Regions from separate parts of the Cricetulus griseus genome. Here region 2 is linked to region 1. A link is a contact called in public Micro-C data. All regions are on one chromosome and are shown on one strand. Each heading gives the region's core, a stretch centred on a gene start, on an enhancer-like site or on the middle of the called end of the contact. The rest is flanking DNA. Distances are from core to core; before and after follow the strand shown.

What was found. Hi-C and Micro-C count contacts between places; a contact is called where the count stands out from the background.
Region 2: a Micro-C map of the CHO-K1 cell line shows a contact between it and region 1, with 2.9 times the contacts expected there. The contact joins the enhancer-like site here to the promoter of Fzd7 in region 1. A contact is called at or near these places in 3 of 8 Hi-C or Micro-C datasets (the CHO-K1 cell line and fibroblasts).

The regions. Positions count from the first base shown.
Region 1 is chr2:413,754,358-413,759,091 of CriGri-PICRH-1.0, forward strand. Fzd7 (frizzled-7) reads left to right here and starts at 2,453. Exons shown (of 1, transcript XM_027396992.2): 1 at 2,453-4,734. The coding sequence starts at 3,323.
Region 2 is chr2:413,854,956-413,859,689 of CriGri-PICRH-1.0, forward strand. No RefSeq gene overlaps it. Among named protein-coding and RNA genes, the nearest start is that of Kiaa2012, 58 kb to the left of the region's middle. Within about 2 kb of position 2,841, at least 2 of the 6 cell types and tissues checked have open chromatin away from gene starts, as enhancers often do. A contact at or near this core is called in the CHO-K1 cell line, where this site is marked.

The DNA of each region.
Region 1 (4,734 bases), core at 1,203-3,702:
TCTCATTTCCTTGAAGTAATTTTGGATTGAGATATTTTGTTTGTTTGGTTTGGTTTTTCTAATGTGAAGGATTGAATCTAGGGCCTCTCACACACTAGGCAATTGCTCAATACTGAACTACTGCCCCAAGCCCAGACTGAGTATTGCTATTGTTGTTTTAAATCATCTTTAAAAACAGTCTCCCCACCCCAACTCCTAAACTCTACCTTTGCTTCTCTACTGCTTTTGCACTTATCTGCCTGGGGCACAGCAAAAGGACTCACTCACAGCTGTGACAGTCCTATCTAGGATGGGTTCCCTGCACCTCATGCATAGATCACTTTTAAAAAATATTGCATTTCCTTCTTCTATACTGGCTCATCCACCCCCTCTTCCTAAATCATTATTCCCATTGCCTAACATCAGAAGCTGTCTGGAACCATAAGGACGAACAGCTCATCAGCTAACTGGGTTTGGTTGCATTTGAGGCAGCATTCTGTCCTGTCAGTTTTCATTTTATTTGACGTCAGTGCTTGGTATTCCTCCCTCGATAAGCAGAGATGAGTTAGGTCAGTGGCCTGATGAATAAACATGAAACTTTGATTCAAAATGGGAGGACACCCTGAACCCCATGGGGAGAAAAAAAGAATCCAAGCCCTGCCACCCACACTTTCAATGACAAAGCAAAATAGCTCCCAAGCTTTAAACATCTCCCAACAAATATCAACACAGCACAGTGGTAGGTAATAGGAATGATGATTTAGAATGCAGAAGATGAAGTCTTGAAGAAAGTACATTTTATAAAAGGAAATGTTGTCTATTCATCTTTATTGCTTTGAGGTAGATACTCTAAAGGGAAAAAAAAATCTGGTATGTAGGGTAAACTGATGCTAAGAAGGAAAGTGGTGATTTCTATTGCAGGCCAGATGGGGGGTGTCAATTGTCTGACACTCTGCCTTGTTCGGGGGACTCTGCTCTTTAGACCCACTAACGAGAGCACAAAAGAACTCCAGTGGAAGGAAAGATCTCAGCAAACCTCTGAGATAAAGTAAATAAAAGAAAATTACAAGAAGCCCAAGTCTGCTAGAAAAGGGAATCCAATTATCTTAGGTTTCAGAATCAGCTTTTTCCTAGATGGGGAAACTGTATCCTGGAGGCAATGACTCCTGCCAACATTCAACATTCAAACTGATCAAAAATCTCTCATATACCGGCAACCAACTGAGACAGGTAGAAAGTAGGACTCAGCCAGGAATGACGTTTTTTTGAAAGTAAGACTTCAGGGACGACAGAGAGATTCAACTTGTCACTTCCCTGCCCGGGAATTCATAATATTCATGATATTCCTTGCTGGCCCCTCTGAGAGAGCAGAGGTCCCTTAGTAACTTCCGACCGGTCCGGGACAGGCAGACAAGGCGCACGAGCGCCCAGTGCCTGGAGCAGGGTTAAGATTTGACCGAGGACAAAAGAACGCTTGCCAATCAGAAAAACGCTATCCCAGAAGGAAAATAACCCCTCTTTGTGTCTCAAAAGCCCTTTAATTAGCAAATGCCCTGGTTTCTAACGCGCTTTAAAACTTTTCTATGTAGATTCCAAATGCAAAGATCAAATGGTTGCTTCTGCAACGAAAACGGGACCCCCGAAGGCCACACAGGGCAACCGAAGGCGCTCAGTAAATCGTACGGAGAGTCCCGGGTACTCGGTCTCAGGTTGCTTTCATAAGCATTCCCCCAGCACTGCCTTAGCGTCCTCCAACCCCACCCCCAACCTCTCGGGCTCCCTACGCTCCCCACAGTGCGCGCGGGCGGGGTGGCTGGCTCTTGAGTCCCGCGCACCCCCAGCTCTGGGCCCTCTCCTCCGAGGGTCTGCACTTCCTCCCGCCACAAGTCCCCACCTCGGCCGACTCGGGTTTCTCCTTCCAGGAGGCCCCCTTCTTTGTAACTGGGGGGAGGGAGAGGGGATTGTGGTTTCATGTGGTCGTTTGGGTATGGGGAGAAAAGAGCGATCTTCAGTCGCAGCCCCTTCCCGACCCACACTGATGCTAACCAAAAGCCTCCCGCCCAAGCCAGCCAGGCTAACGTGACTCTGGGTCACGTCTCTCCGCCCAAGCGCTGCGCTATTCTCAGCGTCTCGCCGAAGCCTTTGGCGAATGCGCCCTTCTGCTCAGGAATGTGTGTTTTAGGGTATCCGGAAGAGGAACCAATCTTTCAAACAAATTCCCTTTCTGGTGCGTTCTTCTCCCCTGAGCAAATTCTGGGTAAAAGTTTCTCCTAACTTTTCTCTCCCAGTCCCCCGCCCCTCCCCTCAGGAATCCGCCCAGAGCGCTTCAGGCACCGCCTTCCTCGTTCCCTCGGCCGCCCCTTCCGACTTCCACCCAATCGGAAGGCGTCTACAGAGAAAACAAAGCGCGCTATTGGGCCTCCGGAGGGCTCGGGGCCCGCCCCCGGAGTGGTTTGTGAATGGGGGGAGGGGAGGGGGCGGGGCGGCCCGAAACCCTGCGAGCCCGACGCTTCTTCTAGCCACCAGCGCGGCTCCCAGGCGTTACTCTGCGCTCCTTCCCTGGCGGGCGGCGGCGGACGCGGGGACTCGCCGGCCGGGACTGAGCCGGCAGGAGAGGCCGAGAGCAGACAGGCCGCGGGTGCAGGAGCCTCGGCGCTTGGGATTCCGCGCAACTGGGTTTCCAAAAAGAACTCGCCCAGCTCTTAGCTCCTGGGGACCGATCGGACTCAAATTGAGAACCAGACGTTTGACTGAAACTTGGGGCCGACCTTCCCCGGGCTGAAGGAGGCTCGAGGTTCGGAGGAGGAGGAGGAGGAGGCGGCGGCCCGCGGGGCCTCGAGGCGAGAAGGCGGAGCTGCACCGCCGAGGCGGCGGCCGGGGCGAGCAGGCGGGGACGCGGGGCTCTGGTCTGGCGGAGGCCCTACCCGGTGTGGGGACGTGGGCATCGCCGTGCGCCCGGGGCTCGAGAGACTTGGGCAAACTTTGAAAGGTAACCGGAGACGCTTGGAGCCCGTCGCCCAAGAGAAAGCCGCACCGTTACGTCTCGGCGGGGAGGGTAAGGCGACACCCCACCCCCGATCCCCCAGCCCAGGCCCAGGAGTTTGAGCCCCCGGCGGCCGCGTGAGTGCCACGCGGAGGCGGCTGCGGCGCCCCCTCGACTGGCGGCCTCGCCCCCGCCGTGCAGGCACCTAGCGCCCTCGGCTCCGCGCCGCCCACGGCCCGGCCCCGGCGCCGGGAGGACTCTCATGCGCCGGGCGCGGCGGCGCCTCCCTGCATCCAAGCCGCTCCCCAGCGCCTCGTCTTTTTCCCCCAGCTGAGAACGCCACTGCACTCGCGGCCCGCGATGCGGGGCCCCGGCACTGCGGCGTCGCACTCGCCCCTGGGCCTGTGCGCCCTGCTGCTGGCGCTTCTGGGCGCGCTGCCTGCGGGCACCCGGGCTCAGCCGTACCACGGCGAGAAGGGCATCTCGGTACCGGACCACGGCTTCTGCCAGCCCATCTCCATCCCGTTGTGCACGGATATCGCCTACAACCAGACCATCTTGCCCAACCTGCTGGGCCACACGAACCAAGAGGACGCCGGCCTCGAGGTGCACCAGTTCTACCCGCTGGTGAAGGTGCAGTGTTCTCCCGAGCTGCGCTTCTTTTTATGCTCCATGTACGCGCCCGTATGCACGGTGCTCGACCAAGCCATTCCTCCGTGCCGCTCCCTGTGCGAGCGCGCCCGCCAAGGCTGCGAGGCTCTCATGAACAAGTTCGGCTTCCAGTGGCCTGAGCGGCTGCGTTGCGAGAACTTCCCGGTGCACGGCGCCGGCGAGATCTGCGTGGGCCAGAACACGTCTGACGGCTCCGGGGGCGCGGGCGGCAGTCCCACCGCCTACCCTACTGCTCCCTACCTGCCAGACCCGCCTTTCACTGCCATGCCCCCCTCAGATGGCAGAGGCCGGTGGTCTTTCCCCTTCTCGTGCCCGCGCCAGCTCAAAGTGCCCCCCTACCTGGGCTACCGCTTCCTAGGTGAGCGCGATTGCGGTGCCCCGTGTGAGCCCGGCCGTGCTAACGGCCTTATGTACTTTAAAGAGGAGGAGAGGCGTTTCGCCCGCCTCTGGGTGGGTGTGTGGTCGGTGCTGTGCTGCGCCTCGACGCTCTTCACGGTGCTCACCTACCTAGTGGACATGCGGCGCTTCAGCTACCCAGAGCGACCCATCATCTTCCTCTCGGGCTGCTACTTCATGGTGGCCGTGGCGCACGTGGCGGGCTTCCTGCTGGAGGACCGTGCCGTGTGCGTGGAGCGCTTCTCGGACGATGGCTACCGCACGGTGGCGCAGGGCACCAAGAAGGAGGGCTGCACCATCCTCTTCATGGTGCTTTACTTCTTCGGCATGGCCAGCTCCATCTGGTGGGTCATTCTGTCCCTCACTTGGTTCCTGGCAGCTGGCATGAAGTGGGGCCACGAGGCCATCGAGGCTAACTCGCAGTACTTTCATCTGGCCGCATGGGCTGTGCCGGCAGTCAAGACAATCACCATCTTGGCCATGGGCCAGGTGGACGGGGACCTTCTCAGTGGAGTGTGCTACGTGGGCCTGTCTAGTGTGGATGCGCTGCGGGGCTTCGTGCTTGCGCCCCTCTTCGTCTACCTCTTCATCGGTACGTCCTTCCTCCTGGCCGGCTTTGTGTCTCTCTTCCGCATTCGCACCATCATGAAGCACGACGGCACCAAGACCGAGAAACTGGAGAAGCTCATGGTGCGCATCGGCGT
Region 2 (4,734 bases), core at 1,591-4,090, 100 kb after region 1:
CTTTTAAATACCAATCAAAAGAAGCAAATCTAGGGCTGGAGAGATGGCTCAGAGGTTAAGAGAACTGACTGTTCTTCCAGAGGTCCTGAGTTCAATTCCCAGAAACTACATGGTGGCTCACAACCATCTATAATGAGATCCGGTGCCCTCTTCAGGCGTGCAGGGATACATGCAGACAGAATGTTGTATACATAATAAATAAATCTTTTTAAAAAAGTAAAAAAAAAGAAGAAGAAGAAGAAGAAGAAGAAGAAGAAGAAGAAGAAGAAGAAGAAGAAGAAGAAGAAGAAGAAGCAAATCTAGGGGCTGGAGAGATAGCTCAGGGGTTAAGAGCACTGACTGTTCTTCCAGAGGTTGAGTTCAATTCCCAGCAATCACATGGTGGCTCACAACCATCTGTAATGTGATCTGGTGCCCTCTTCTGGCACACACTGTATGCATAATAAGTAAGTAAATCTTTAAAAAAAAAAAAAAGAAGAAGAAGCAAATCTAAATTTGAACATAAAAGCTTTGCCCCACTCATCAAGGAGTTTAGCCATCTCTATAGAGACTATGGGTCATAGCCAGTAATGCCATAGGTGTGTGCTTCTAATCTTCAATACACATGAGCTAAGTGTGTATGGATACGGTTCATGTGAAGTTCCTGAGACTTAGATCTGACGCTTTGACCCCCCCCCCCTCTCTGACTTTCACCATAGCAAACACTGAATCCAGAACCAATCTTCATGGAAATCTTTGTGAAACCTCCTCACCTTTGACTCAAGCAACAGAGAATCAGGTACAGTGTTGACTCTGAATGAGCACAATCCTGAAGTCCAGACTTGTCCGGGGTTCTTGTCCTGACTTGCTATGGGACCCTAAGTTGAGACTCTTATCTTTTGGGGACTCATGCATCTCATCAGTAAAATGAGCTAGAAAACTGTTATGTCACTGGGCTCCTTTACTCTCAGGCTTGGGATTTGGATTCCACTATGTGGTTCTTTGTGTGTGTGAAGAAGCAAGGTAGACTCTCTTCTGCAAAGTCAGAAAGGGAACAAGAACACAACAGCAATGAGCAGAAGGTTCACATTTTCCTTCCAAGTGGGGAGAGGGAATAGCGACTACGTTTGTTGTAGTTTGTTGTTTTTAAAGCATGAGGATAGAAGGTGGGGACATGGTAAAGACCCTGCCATGCAAGCATGAGGGACTGAGTTCAGATCCCCAGGCCCCACATCTGTAGTTGCAGCACTGTGGGAGCTAAGAAGACAGGCAGGTCTCTGGAGCTCATTGAGCAACCCACCTAGGTGAATGGATGACCTCCAGGTTCAGTGAGAGACCCTGTTTCAACAAATAACATGAAGATTAAAGAAAGACAGGCAGTGTCAACCCCTGACCTCCACGCACAGACACACAGGCACACACGCATATGAGTGCACACACGCAAGCACATACACACACACACACACACACACACACACACACACACACGCACACACACCCATGAACACATACACACTCAATAACACACACACAAGCTAGGGTAATTATGAACAAGGAAGGTGCTGATTTGGGTGGCTTGGGGATATCTAATGATTTGAGGAAATTTGTGCAGAAATATTGGTAAGTAGGTCTCTATCGGACACTCTGAAGGTGACACTCTCTTCAGAGCCTCTCAAGAGAAACAAGTGGGGAATTCCTAGAGCTGATTTCAGGGACTAGGAGACCTGAGGCTGACTCTGCCATCACTGCTCCAGGGGACTCAGGCCCCTCCCTGTCTACAGCCTGAGGGGCAGACTCTCCACTGCTCTCTTATCTCCAACTTCCTGCTGCTGCCACCGGCCTTTCCTCTCATCCTAGCACTTGGTAACAGTCAGAGCAGAAGTGAGTCTGTTTGCAGCTGAGCTCTCATGGTTAGAATGGCGCCAGACTTGAGTCAGGCCTCCACTAAAGTAAAGCACAGCTAGGTCACCTCTCTGCTACTGAGGAACCACAGAAACAACGTGTGTGTGTGTGTGTGTGTGTGTGTGTGTGTGTGTGTGTGTGTGTGTGTGTGTGTGTGTTTTAATGCCTCCATTGAAGACACTCCTCATAGGGGATCTGAAGACCTTAAGTAACAACAAGAGCAATAATAGAGAGCTATGACTAAGAATATAAAATACATTTTGGCTCCAAAGGCCACCGAAATACCCCCAGTACTCCAGCACAGTCCAAAGGCATGCAGCCCTATGGCTGTGCTGGACGAGGCCGATAGCACCTGCAAAGAGTGGCCCAGCCATGTCCAGTTAACAACTAAACTAAATGACAAATTTTGCAGTCAGACTGAACGTAGACCTTGGGTCTTAAGCTCCAACCCTGGTTCATCTGCAAGGCCTTAGCAAGTTCACAAACTCTGAAAATCTCTTTTACAAAACGGAGGAGGGGTTCTCTTCTGAGTTACTTGGTTTGTTAGTGTCACCATAGTCTTCCTTCCTTAAAAAGGAGTCCCGGACAGAGAAGCCATATGAAGGAGAAGCCATTTGAGGGAGCCCCTCAAGCTCCCAAGCCAAGAAAAATGAGGTGGAGGGTGCAGAGGGACTTCCTCTTGCCTCTCTCACCCCTCCCCCTTACTTCTTGAGGCCAGCAAGCGGCCCTTTATTAGGTTAATCACTGCCTCGGATTTTAACTACTTCCTCAACCTACTCCACATAAATGACTAATTTCATGTTTACTATAAAGCATCTGGGAAGGATTTAGAAACAAATTTCTACCCAGCCGACTTCGGTTTCCTACCTTGATGTGTCACCAGCCTAAGCCGTGGCTTCCCTGCCTCTGCTAGGGCCTTTCTCTGAAGCACAAAACTGGCAGCAGCAGCGATCAAGCCCTTCTCTTTCTTTTCCATTAAGCCCTCACTGACTCACCTCCTCCCTCCATCCTTCAGGGTCTGGCCGCACCATAAGATCACTCACACAAAATACTTTTCTTTTTTTTTTTTTTTTTTTAAGACATAGTGCTAGCTGAGAATCCCAAAGGTGGACCCTTCTAAAGGTGGAACCTTTTGGATACAGCCGACCTTGTGAGAAGTCTCAGGCCTGGACTGGGCAGCCAATTCCTGAGTATGAGAGAGAGAGAGAGAAAGCATCGAGTCCCCGGGATCTGGAGGCTGCCTCGGGCGCCCCCTCCCGGCAACTTTGAAAACTTGGCTCTGAGTCTTGACCAGCTGCCTCCCTAGGTCCAGCAGAAATGGTGAGGGGACGCTTGTCTCCCTGTACCATCACCAGGAAGAGACCCCGGGGTACCCCTTCCACACCTAGTCCGAGGTTCAGGGCCGCAGCGCCAAGTGCATCAGTTAAATGAGCGCCGCAGCTGCCATCAGCAACTTCCTTGGAGTTAGAGGAGAGGGTTAAGTCAGAGAAATAAGGGGAAGAAAACTACAAGGGGAGTGTGGAGATGAAAAGAGCAATGAAAAAAGAGAAAGGAGACAAGCAGACGTGTTTCAACTCCAAGCTCCCATTTCCCCTTTCAAATGAACGGCCTCCCCACTGCGAGCAGAATCAAGTATTTATGAAGGCATTTTTTGCATATTAATAGCTGCATGGGGATGGAGCCGCGCCAGCTCTGAAGTCCTAAAGGTATGGTGCCCTTTTTAAAATACAGGTCTTTCCAGCTCCTCACAGAATTTGGGTTTCTCCTTCAGATTTATTTCCCCTTCTGCCTTGTGGCTACTCCTGGGGCCCTACAACTGATTAAGAGAAATTAGTTCCCGGGTTGTCTCTGGAGACCAGTTGGACTCTTCCCTTCGAAGGTCGCTGACATCAATCGGGGGAGTGCTTTTCCTCTTCCCCAGGGCCTCTGTGGAGAGGCTTGAGGTTGGGTGAGGTGACCCGCACCTAAAAAGAATGTTAAAATTGTAAATGAAAGTCCCAGGAGGAGACATTAATGCATCTGTGTGTAGTGAGAGGAGAAAGTAAAACTAAAAAGAAAAAAATGCAATAATTTCATTAACTTTGATAGTACCATCTATCCTGGGTGAAGGTTGCATATCATTTCTAAAAGGAAAACATTGAGAGTTAGAAACATAAGGAAAAGACATAATTCACATTAAAAAATAGCAGTGGGCAAGTATGTAAGCTATAACCTAGTGGTAGTGTTTGTCTACCATAGGTCTAATCCTGAACACACACACACACACACACACACACACACACACACACACACACACACAGAGTCACATAGGCAACTAGGGGCTGGAGAAGTTGTTCCGCTAATTGAGGGCTAGCTTAGAATGCACATAGCCTTGTGTCTGATCCTTAGACCACATAAAACCAGGCACAGTGACACATACCTGCAATACCAGCACTTGAAGGTAAGGCAAAAGGCTCAGAAAGTCAAGATCATCTTACATAGCAAGTTTGAGGCAGGCTGAGATAGGTGATTTTTTCTAGAATCTGTGATTTAATACCAGGCCATCCTGAGGTTGGAGCAGATACTGGTGAGGAGGAACCAGCCTGGGCATGGCAGAATGCTGTGCAGCACCCTTGGCTTCCACACACTAGACGCACTATTGTGACAATCAAAATGTTCCCACACATTGCTGTATGTATTGCTCCCTGGGGAGCAATTGAACCCAGCTTTTCTCTTTTTTTGTATTCCTTTCTCTTTTCTTTGTTGTTGTTATTATTGTTTGTTTTTTGAGACAAGATCTTACTATGTACCCCAGGCTGGCCATCTTCCTGCCTCACTGAGATTATGGGCATATCCTGCCATACCCACTATCTT